Regions from separate parts of the Zea mays genome. Here region 1 is linked to region 2. Evidence: chromatin contacts called from public Hi-C data. All regions are on one chromosome and are shown on one strand. Each heading gives the region's core, a stretch centred on a gene start, on an enhancer-like site or on the middle of the called end of the contact. The rest is flanking DNA. Distances are from core to core; before and after follow the strand shown.

What was found. Hi-C and Micro-C count contacts between places; a contact is called where the count stands out from the background.
Region 1: a contact with region 2 is called in a Hi-C map of ear, with 2.3 times the contacts expected there. The contact joins the promoter of LOC100191479 here to the promoter of LOC100280879 in region 2. A contact is called at or near these places in 2 of 25 Hi-C or Micro-C datasets (ear and tassel).

Annotation. Positions count from the first base shown.
Region 1 is chr10:48,565,287-48,571,393 of Zm-B73-REFERENCE-NAM-5.0, reverse strand. LOC100191479 (putative Transmembrane 9 family protein member 2) reads right to left here and starts at 1,710. Exons shown (of 7, transcript NM_001136911.3): 1 at 1,492-1,710; 2 at 295-459; 3 at 95-204; 4 at 1-10. The coding sequence starts at 1,602. It overlaps LOC103641069 (a long non-coding RNA gene), which reads right to left. Exons shown (of 2, transcript XR_560062.2): 1 at 6,092-6,107; 2 at 5,772-5,819.
Region 2 is chr10:47,765,173-47,770,767 of Zm-B73-REFERENCE-NAM-5.0, reverse strand. It overlaps LOC100280879 (TTN10), which reads right to left and starts at 2,227. Exons shown (of 7, transcript NM_001153799.2): 1 at 1,966-2,227; 2 at 1,653-1,731; 3 at 1,494-1,565; 4 at 1,040-1,143; 5 at 535-627. The coding sequence starts at 1,697.

The sequences.
Region 1 (6,107 bases), core at 461-2,960, 800 kb before region 2:
GTCAAGAATCCTGTCAATTTAAAGAAATTACATTTCAACAACTGATAGACATGAATAACTGATCATGAATCAAGCAGCGAAATTATTGACGAACATGTTAACACGGTATTCATCTTCAATCTTCTCCTTGAGAAGCTTTGCTTCTTTCTCCCCAACAGATATCTTGCAGACTACTTGACACATCTGAGGCTCCCTCATTTCAAACTGAAAAAAATATATATGCTCAACAGTCAAACTAGTGCCCAAGGTGTCAAACACTGATCAGATAAACCAATGCACAGTGAAAGAACAAACCGTATAGGGAGAGTTTTCAATGCGATCTCCACGAAGAACTTCACCGAGATTTTCTGCACTGTCAACTATGGTATCCGGCTTGCAGAATGGGAGAGAATAGTAGGAGTAGGGAAGTTGTGTCTTGATTGAGGTCAGCTTGTTGACTTTCACAGGAAGTGGATCTTTCTGTAATGATATTTAATATAAAATATTTCTCATAAACATCTAAGCCCTCCATTCTAAATTATAAGACGGTTTAGCATTTCTAGATTCATAACTTTCGCTGTGCATTTAGACATATACTCACTATCTTAGATACATAATAAAAGCAATGTATCTAAGAAAACCGAACTTCTTATAATTTAGTACAGTAGTAGTAATAATGTAGTAGAAACATGTCTCCAACATTGAAAGTAATAAGACAGCACGAGGACGCACATGCTATTAAATATGTCAAACAGTATTAACATGAATATATAAACTCAAGACAAATGCTAATAACAAGTAGGAAGACAATAGGTCAGATACTGACAAACAGACAAATAAAACATACAACGAAACATAAAATAATTTCAAAAAAATTACAGATAAAGGGTCAAATAAAATGCAACTGCTGTCACGATAGCAGTGTGAAAACTAGGTTCTTCACAGGTACTTAGGTTTAACGCTACAAAATCAATGAAAACTACATTCCAGATCAGAACAGTTGACATAACTAGTATATAGTAATCAACAACGACTTGTATTAAAAATGTAACAACCTAATATGATCCTTCTCTGAATTTTATCGCCGGAGGACTCAGACACTCGTAAATGTAAAGTTTTGCAGCTCCACATTCTCCTAGGTGCACACTCTGGCCTCTGGGCATTTCCCGGTGAAAGCACATCTCCGTTGTTTCAGTCTCCATCACGCATCCACCCGCGATGAATCTCACGACGAGAACGTGACGGGGGAAGCACATATGAAGCTTTTTGCACGGCTCATAGGACCGAAACATTCTGAGCGCCACTGATTGCGCGGAGAGCGAGAATCGTCGCGAACACGCGCAGCCAGATCTCGATGCGGCCGACCCGCGCGTTCGCAGATCTGGGGCGGCCGACAGCAGATCCGAACCGCACGCGATCCCCAAACACACAAAGCGCTAGGGAGGAGATCTCGTGCCAGGAGCCCAGGAGGAGAAACGGAGGCGAGACAAAGGGTGGCTGTCTTACGCGTACCTTCTCGAAGTCATTGGGCGCGACGCCGGGGAGGTAGAACCCTGAGGCCGGCGGCGCGAGCGCGACGATGCAGAGTGCGGCGAAGGCGACGGCCCACGCCGACGGCTCCATGCCGGAGTTGTGGGCAGGCGATGGGAGTGGCGCGACGCTCGCGGCTCCCCGGCGCGGGGCAAGTAGAGACAAGATGGAGGAAGAAGAATGAGATGGCGCTTTTCCGCTGCGTTGCGCGAAGAGATGGTGGTGGTTTAATGGACTGCAGACGCATACAGGCGCCGAGCCGTAGCGGCACGAACGTTGCGCACCCAACCCAGACTCGCTGTACTATCGCCGCCAGGTGGGCCCGACATGTGCAATGTGGTCGCATGGTCCCATTACCAGTGAGATTAGAAAAGTTTTGTGCGGGACAGCCCTTGCACAGTTCCATGTTGCTTCTTTTTACCGCCGGTGAGTTTCGATAATGGATAAACTTGGTTCCACGAGTTACCTCCAGGTGCACTTCGGGTGGTCCCACCTGTCAGTAAGCTACAATTTTTTAGTGCCACACGATCGCAACGAAAAGCCTTACACTGACACCATGGCCCGACTACCTGCTAGCACGTCCGTCCCACGTTTCAGTGGTAGTGCTGTACAGGTGTTGGTTGGTTTAGCAAGCAGTGTCGTGGGACTGGAACGTCTCACCTACGTGACAACTCGAGCTTTGCTTGCGTTCGTGCCAAACAATTCGGGCAGGTGGGGCCCGCGCACGCTAAAGGGATCGAAGAGGGCCCATGCGTCAGTGGGCATGTTAGGTGCGCATCACGGAAAAAAGTGAGTTTGGTGGTGTATTACGTGTGTTGCTGGGGTGGTGGGGAGAGCACGCACGGGCACGACTGGAAGAATAGCACAAGCAGCCGGCCGACCTGAACCATTGCTGGTGACCCTACAGTGACCCAGTATCGGCACAGCAACTGTGACGTACGGGCCCGGCACGACCAGCCCACCTGTCAGCTACACCGTGCAAAGTGTCCTTTTTTTAGTGCTTAATTAATGGACTAGGTGAGTGCACGTGCGTTGCAACGAAAATATATAATTTTTTATTCTGTATTATTTAGTGTCGAGCAATATTATTTGGCAATGAACTACTTTAAAATTGATGAAGACGACTTTAAAAAAAATTGAGAAAAATACAGAATTCGTGTGATATATAAAGGGGGTCGGCGCCTGACACGTGATGCCGACACCAGGGATCGGCGTCAAGATGTATGGTGCTGACCCCCTGACACGAGATGCCAGCGCCAAGATCTATGGCGCCAACCCCTGCCACATCACCATCCACGGCACCTAAACAGGCGCCATTAAAGTTGGCGCCGTCACGCGTTGTCTCGGCGCCAATTATAATGGCGCCGAGCCGGGGTCCATTTTTTTAAATGAAACTGCAAAGGGTGTATTTGTGAAAATAATACCCTAAAAGGCTAAAATGCAAAAAAGTTGGCCAAGAGCTACTACCAATGTAAAATTTCGTCAACTTTATCTTAAGACCACCTTTCCAGATAGACAACTACGCCACGATTGAAAACAGCGCGTGTTTGTAGGCCTGTGAGTCCGCAAAATTATTAACGGAATGAACCTGATTACCAAAAACAGGTTTCCCTATGTACGATCAGAAAAAATACACACACATATTCCAACATAACAGCTTCGTTTTAATATTTATGATCACAGAGACCAAGATACAACATAGGATAACAAAATGTATGAATCCCAGGAACCGTAGCTTCAAGATGTGGACATGGTCGATCAAAGTTTCACCGTGTCTTATTATAACTAATCAGATACCATGAATGGAATAAAAACCACGAATAATCCCAATAGAGGCAGCTTAGGCAGACACACCACCACCACGACACTCGTCCAACATGTCAACGTTACACTGCATCAACCGAAAAAGCCAGTGACGACATCATCAAATCAGTATACAAAAAGCAGGTCCATAATTCTTAACATGGTCTCAACAAAGCCAACCGTGTAAAACGATCATACCCTTGTAAAAATTGCTTGAGAGCCTAGCTTTGATGACAAGTAATTAGCAGGCTCGGTAAAAGAAAAAACAGGCACCTCTTGATACTTGCAGGTTCATTGTCCCAGAGGAAATTGACAGTCACTTAGTAATGTCACTCACATTAGACCAAACATCAGCTAAAAACAAAGATACCTAATAGTTACATAAATATTTATTTAACTGAACAGACCTGTTTAAATAACAGATAAGGGCCATATATCAGGCATTTCACATATTACCAAAATTGGACCCTTTATTTAAAATGAAGTTTTTCAAGATGAAGGGAATATATAACAAACAAAATGTGAATGGCCACATGTAGCTCTTGTACAACTAAATAAGTTACCACAACCTTTACTATGAAGTGACAAACCAAATGTTTGATGCACCAGACCGAAGAAAAATTAGGAAACAGAAAGTGGCAAGCAAACATACATATTGGAAAGCCTTAGAATGGATGCTGCAAGCATCAACATTGATCGCTGGAGCAGCCGGGGTGGCAGCAGCAGCTTCTGAGACAACAGTCTCATGCTGAATGGTCCGAGGACCCAATATAGTGTCAACAGTCATGTTCCCTGTGTGCAATGGCACTACCCATACCAAATGTCATACCTGAAACAATGTGTTCATTCAATTCAAGGACTATGATAATGTTTATAGCTGAAGCTATCCAGAAAAGAACAAGCTTTGAATACCATACCACCTTCAGCAATGGTGGACCTGATTCCTCCAAACATGAAGCCACCACCATCTCGAACAGGAGCTGGAGGAGGAGGCTGGCGTGCTGTAAAAAAAATCAGTTGACACATTAGTTACAGAAATAAAACAAATTATAGCTCCAATATAAACACAATGAAATGTAATCCTATTATGAACTAAAACCTAATTGGTTCTGATTCCAAAGAAATCAACAATACTTGTACCAAAAATCCATGTGTATTAGGAACAGAACTGAAACAAATTCTAATTCCAACAAAAACAAGGAACCATAATTTCTATATTTAACTCTGTCTCCATAGCAACCAATAATGTTTAAGAACAACTTCATACTGGCACCACAAATTCCAATATAACTTATGGTATATTTATGTCATCAACATTGCTATAGTAACACATTTTCAACAAATGAACATACAGATATACAAGAATTTTTTTTGCAAAAGGGATGACATGGAAACCAGAAAAATTATTGCTTTATAGGAGTAAAGAAAAGAAAAGACATGGGGTACCTTTTTGGGTGTTCGGTCCTTGTCACCTAGAACCTGCTCAAGTGTAAAAACAATGAATAAATCACATTGAACTGAAGATAACTCATTAAAAAAGCATTGCTGTGCAAACAACACAGATTGGGTAGTATTAGGCTTCAAAAATCGTTGCTTTCTATTCAAAAGTATGTGTTACATTCATAGCCAACTAAGAAGGTCATTGTTTGCAACAGCAGCGCAAGTAGATAAAAACAAGATTCTTCTAACACTTTGAGTAATTGGATATTAGCTCACTGTGGTTCTAAAAATCATTATAAATTGAGTAGCAGATTTCTCACTCTAAAATGAAGATACAATACTAAAAACATTTAATATGGACTTACAAGTAACCAAATTTAGGTATGACACTCAAATCTGGAACAACCCAAACTGTAGTTCCTTAGACTCCTGGTAACATGTAAAAGGATGATTTACTCAACACGTATTGATTTGAGTTTAAACATGATGTTGATTGTGTGGCGCTTGTCCTTGAATGAATATAATGAAGTAATTGTTGTTTCAGATATTAGTGAAAATGATCTCCACAGAATAAAAGAAGACTACCTATAAAATTTTAAATGTAATGTTTTTCGAGATTTTTTTTAAATGTAAATATTTCCAGATAAATGGACCAGTTGCATCCAACTATTTGGCAGCTATAGGCTGCAATAGAAGAGGAGTCAGTGTAAAACGAGTTTTTTGTTGCACACAGAGCAAATTCGTTCGTATCTATGTGATGCCCTGAACTTTGATATACTACCCATCTCAACTAAAAGCATAAGCCATTTGGTAAATACAAACACTTTTATTCAAAATATTCTTCTTTTAACCTTAGGTTTTTACTCACCAATGCCTACATTTTTAATGATTGTTCTCAATAACAGAAGTTGTAATGCTGTTTAAATTCTGTTGCCCTCATCTACCTCAAATTCTGAAAAGAGTGAACATGAGCGAAAAGGTTCTTACACTCACAGTTTTAGAAGTATTCATATGTTGTCGTATTCAGCAGGATGGAGCTTCCACTGAAGTTGTTATTATCAGCCTGACTATAAGTACACATATACATAGATATGAGAAATATTTGTCATAGATAACAAAAAAGTCTAATATATACAAAATAAACAAAAAAATCAAAGACAAAGGCCTGGATCATTATCTCCTTAGCATGCCATTAAATTTACATAAGCAAGTGAAGTGTACTCATGAAATTGGTGTATATTACTTAAATTTCTTAAACATCTAGAGCCAAAGGAGGAACCTTAAAATATCATGAACAAGTACAAATCCTCAACATTGTGCTGCAGAAAAATGTACTTACAGTCAAGATAGCAAGA
Region 2 (5,595 bases), core at 978-3,477:
GAGATGTCATGGGTTTTTGGTTTTGAGGTTAGAAAAGAAAAACAGAAACAGCACACTTGAGAGCTATTTAAGCCCTCAAGCTATTCTGAACAAATTAACATGGAATAAAAGCAATATTTTTATGTGACAAGAGCACAGCTACTTGAACTTTAAACATTTCAATATGTTCCTGAGAATTCCAAAGGAATTTGGTCATAACTCGTAAGAATATTAAGACACTAAGAGCAAAGATACTGAAAACACATTTGTTCAGAGTCATGGACTACCAATTCAACAACACGCAAGCTGATGATGAAAGGTGGCAAATTCAATTGTACTCATGTATCAGAAACAGTTCACTTGTAAGCTCGTCTCAATGAAAATAAAGCATTCAATGTTTCAAAAAGACTTGAAAATAAACTGAGAGAACCGTGAAATATATGATATCCATGACTCCTGAAGTAGCAGGGAAACTTACAAAGGATATACTAGCTCATAAAAGTAAAGGCAATGAACCCTCAGTAATATGCATGACTAAAGTGCGAGGGAACTTACAAAGGAACAATCTTGCATCCTAGCTCATAGAAGTATGGGCAACGAGCCCTCAAATCCACACAGGACGCATCAGCTTGTATCTCCTTCCGAGTTCTGCAGTATATATGATAATGAGATAACAAAGTACAGATTTGTTAGAAGAATAGTACCACAGAACCTGTATGTCACGCTTTAGTTTTCAATAGTCAGAACCATAACTCAAGCCATCCAGCAAAAGTCAAATTCTGGAGAACCATTTGAAGTTTCCCGTCATGACTCATGAAGATTCATGTCTTTAATAACTTCTGTCATTAAGTTATAAGAGAAAGATCTGCAAAATGTTACTATTTACTATGGAAGGCTACAATGGTGGCAAAAAAAAGTCAGATCCTTTTATTAAGTTGTTGATAGGGAATTCTATGTATGTTTCTCCAAATAAGAATACTCCTTGCTCTCTCATGCTTTGATGTTGCTCCAAGAATTTCTGTGTAGCAGTAATGCCATAACAGACACTGAAAAAACATACTTCTGTGTGAAGCATGGAGGCGGGTTTATTGAGACAGCTTGTTCCAGAGACAGCAGCCCATGCGCAAGCCAAAATGGAAGGTCCACCTTGGCACCCTTCTCTACCTGGATATAAAAAAAACTTAGATGCTCTTTTATACAAGAGAAACATCCCTATTAGCAACTTTAGTAGAAAGAGTGAAGTTCGTCCGCAATGCAAAACTTCCAATTTCCACTTTCCCAGTTGGAGTTCATGACAAATATTGCAGCCATAACAATAATGTTTAAGAAGTGCAGTAATCCTAATCAGTTTAAACAAGTCAAGGAGTGCTTAAGAAGCCTCTCAGCGAACTACTGTTCAAGAACTGCATAAATCGCATTTGGTAGACATGAGGACATAAGAAGAATTTTACAACATGTGTGCACAGGTTGCACTAGAAACATAAGCGCACAAAATTCATTGGGCAGACACTTACACAGTTATTTTCAGCACCAGGATCTAGCAGGCCAACACCATTTGCAGTTACTTGGAAAACAACTGAAATAGGCTGCAGGCAGAGCCAAAAACATATACTCAGCAGGTATACACAAGCACCATGCACGAAGAGGAGATAAAATCCTGCATCTAGAATTACCTCATCCTCCATGAGGATGTCATCGATGTCATAGTAACCCCGCATCCGACCAAGAGGACAGGATCACAACTGCTTATCCCTAATTATACACCAGCAATTATTGTCTTGTCAATGAGTATCAGGAAGTAATTGTTCAAATATAAACAGACTGGATACGATGTAACTCGAGCTTTGGGGCGGAACTATCATCTACTACATGCTACATGTGTTTACCCGGATTGGGCGAATCAATTCGAATTCATACCTTTGCATCAGCTCCTAATATTGAGACACCACTCACTGAGAGAAGAACATAACAAATTTCGAGCATTACCTTTTCTGAGCGCGAGATGGGTGTCGGGGCCCGTTCGGATGTCGCCGTTAACGGTGGCGTCAGGCGTAGCCCGTAGCCGAGTGGGAGAACGCTGCAGGCGGCAAACAAGGCGACCGTGCCGAGCAAATCTCGAGGGCGGTGAGGCCGCTGGACGGCAAGACCTGGCGGAGGAGCCAGAAGCCGCTGGATAGGGATGGGGGATTTGCTGATTTGGTTTTGGCGGCCTTGCTTCCCGCTCAATAGGTTTTGAAGGCGGCAAGATGGGACGTGTACACGAGGTAGTTTTCTTTGCATGTGTACACGAGGTCTGTCAGGCCATGCCGAGCCCAAACTCGTGGTAACGTACCAGTGCATACTAAATGATCGGTAAACACTAAAATTATTATCATTTTCATATTTATCAAAAATAAAATCGGAAATGATTACTTTGATGTTGTTTAGATATCGGTATTTCAGATATCTCGAATTCGGAAACGAAAGTTCAGTATAAAAAATACACAATATAACAAGTTCATAGTACAATAAAGATCGCAAAGATAACATAATAATATCACAAGTTCATAATACAATAAAAATCGCAAATAACACAAGTACACAATTCACAATATAATAAATTCACAAAAATCATAAGTTTATAATATAACAAGTATAAATATTTATATATACAATATATATACAGCTAAATCTTATAAACACATAATATATATATACACTATGTGTATGCACGTGCCTTGTTATGGAGTCAACATGTAATGATATAATATATTGAGATAAAGAAGCACTATGATAAAATGCATTCATATGCAAAAACACTAACTGTTATTCTATACTTTTGCTAGCATTATTAAAAGTGGATGTTTACATACCTCAAAAATATATAAGATTGTACATTTGTATATGTGCTTTGTCATTAACAATTCAAATAAAACACGTTGATTCCGTAAAAGGATAGTGTATTATATAAGATCTAACAAGAAAATTTAATGAAAAAAATCCAAGAATGATCTTTCATAGTGTCGGCGTTTCGACCCCGGGGGGTCCCTGGACCGACGAGTAAATTGTCGCAGCGTGCCCCAGCCCAGATGGGTCGGCGCGAGACGGAGCGCGAAGGGGGGAAACCAGAGGGAGACAGGCGTAAAGGGGAAACCCGCGGCCTTCGTGTTTGTCCCGCGCCCAGGTCGGGTGCGCTTGCAGTAGGGGGTTACAAGCGTCCGCGTGGGAGGGAGCGAGAGGCTTATGCGCGCCGTTCCGTTCCCCCGCGCGGCCAACCCTCCCGTACAGAGTGCCCTGGACCTTCCTTTTATAGGCGTAAGGAGAGGGCCCAGGTGTACAATAGGAGATGTAGCATGGTGCTAATGTGTCTAGCAGAGAGGAGCTAGTGCCCTAAGTACATGCCGTCGTGGCAGCCGGAGAGGTTTTGGCACCCTGTTCATGTGATGTCGTGGCCGTCGGAGGAGCGCTGGAGCCTTGCGGAAGGACAGCTGTCGGGGCTGTCGAGTCCTTGCTGACGTCTCCTTGCTTCCGTAAGGGGCTAAGAGCCGCCGTCGTCACGGAGCACGCGGGGCGCCATCATTATTTGTTTACCGGGGCGAGCCAGATGGGACGCCGGTCTTGTTCCCCGTAGCCTGAGCTAGCTAGGGGTAGGGTAATGATGGCTCCCCCTATGATGTGGTTGGTCCGAGCCCTGGGTCGGGCGATACGGTGGCTCCTCCGAGGTCGGGGTCGAGTCTGTCCTCCGAGGTCGAGGTCGAGTCCGAGCCATGGGATCAGGCGAGGCGGAGTCCGTCGTCTTCCGGGGCCGAGGCCGAGTCCGAGCCCTGGGGTCGGGCGAGGCAGAGTTCGTCGTCTTTCGGGGCCGAGCCCGAGTCCGAGCCCTGGGGTCGGGCGAGGCGGAGTTCGTCGTCTTCCAGGGTCGAGCCCGAGTCCGAGCCCTAGGGTCGGGCGAGGCGGAGTTCGTCGTCTTCTGGGGCCGAGCCCAAGTCCGAGCCCTAGGGTCGGGCGAGGCGGAGCTTCCTATGGCGCCCGAGGCCGGACTTGGCCGCTGTCAGCCTCACTCTGTCGAGTGGCACATCAGTCGGAGCGACACGGGCGGCGCTGTCTTCTTGTCAGGCTGGTCAGTGGAGCGGCGAAGTGACTGCGGTCACTTCGACTCAGTCGACTGAAGGGCATGCGTCAGGATAAGGTGTCAGGCCACCTTTGCATTAAATGCTCCTGCGATACGGTCGGTTGGCGTGGCGATCTGGTCAAGGTTGCTTCTCGGCGAAGACTGGGCCTCGGGCGAGCCGAAGGTGTGTCCGTTGCTTGAGGGGGCCCTCGGGCGAGACATGAATCCTCCGGGGTTGGCTGCCCCTGCCCGAGGCGAGGCGAGATCGTGTCCCTTGAGTGGACCGAGCCTTGACTTAATCACACCCATCAGGCCTTTGCAGCTTTGTGCTGATGGGGGTTACCAGCTGAGATTAGGAGTCTTGGGGGTACCCCTAATTATGGTCCCCGACAGTAGCCCCCGAGCCTCAAAGGGAGTGTTAATACTCGCTTGGAGGCTTTTGTCGCACTTTTTTGCAAGGGGACCGGCCTTTCTCAGTTGCGTTTCGTTCCGGTGGGTGCGCGCGAGCGCACCCGCCGGGTGTAGCCCCCGAGGCCTCGGAGGAGTGGTTTGACTCCTTCGAGGTCTTAATGTGTTTCGCGATTGTTCGGCCGGTCTGGTTGTTCCCTCATGCGAACTAGTCGTAGCCCGGGTGCACAGTCGAGTCCCAAGTTCTCGGGCTGGTATGTTGACGCTGTCAACGGTTTGGCCGGAGCCGGGTTTGCGAGAGCAGCCCCCGAGCCTCCGCACAGAGCGAGAGGACGGTCAAGGACAGACTCGACTTTTTTACATACGCCCCTGCGTCGCCTTTCCGCAAGGAGGAGGGGGGGAAAAGCGCCATGTTGCCCTTGGAGGGCGCCGAACATGGTGTCTCCAGTGAGCTGCTAACGGGTAATCCGAGTGGACGCCCGTGCCCCATTCGTTAGGGGTCGGCTAGTGGCCCGGAGGCGCGCTCCAAAAGTACCTGCGGGTGATTTGTCGGACCCGGTCCCCTTTTGACGGGGTCCGAGGGCTCGATGCCTCCCTCTGGTGGGATTCCGTTACAAAATCGTTCCCGTCGGTCTCGGAAATGTCCTAGGGTACCTCGGGAGCGTAGCCCGAGCCTTGGTTATGTATCGAACGTACCCAGGGTCATCCCTCGCTCTACGTCTGAGGCGGCTGTCGAACCCTTCGGGGGCTAGCCTACGAACCCCTGATCAGTAATGGGCGCGGAGCCCGAGTGGCCTGAGGCGGCCGTTGAACCCTTTCGAGGGGCCGACCTTCGAACCCCTGACCAGTAGTGGGCGCGGAGCCCGAGTGCTCTGAGGCGGCTGTTGAACCCTTCCGAGGGGCCAGCCTTCGAACCTCTGATCAGTAGGGGGGCTCGGGGCCCGTTTCCTTCGCGGAGAAGGAGCCCTTTCGGGGTATCCCCTTTCCCGGTCCCTGTTGTAAGAGAGAGAAAGAGGAAGAGGAAAAGGATACAAAATCGAATGACGTGGCGCATCTTTTTTGACGCGGTCATTATGGCGGAAGCGAAGCGTTGCCTGCTTCTCCTGCCAAAGGTTTGC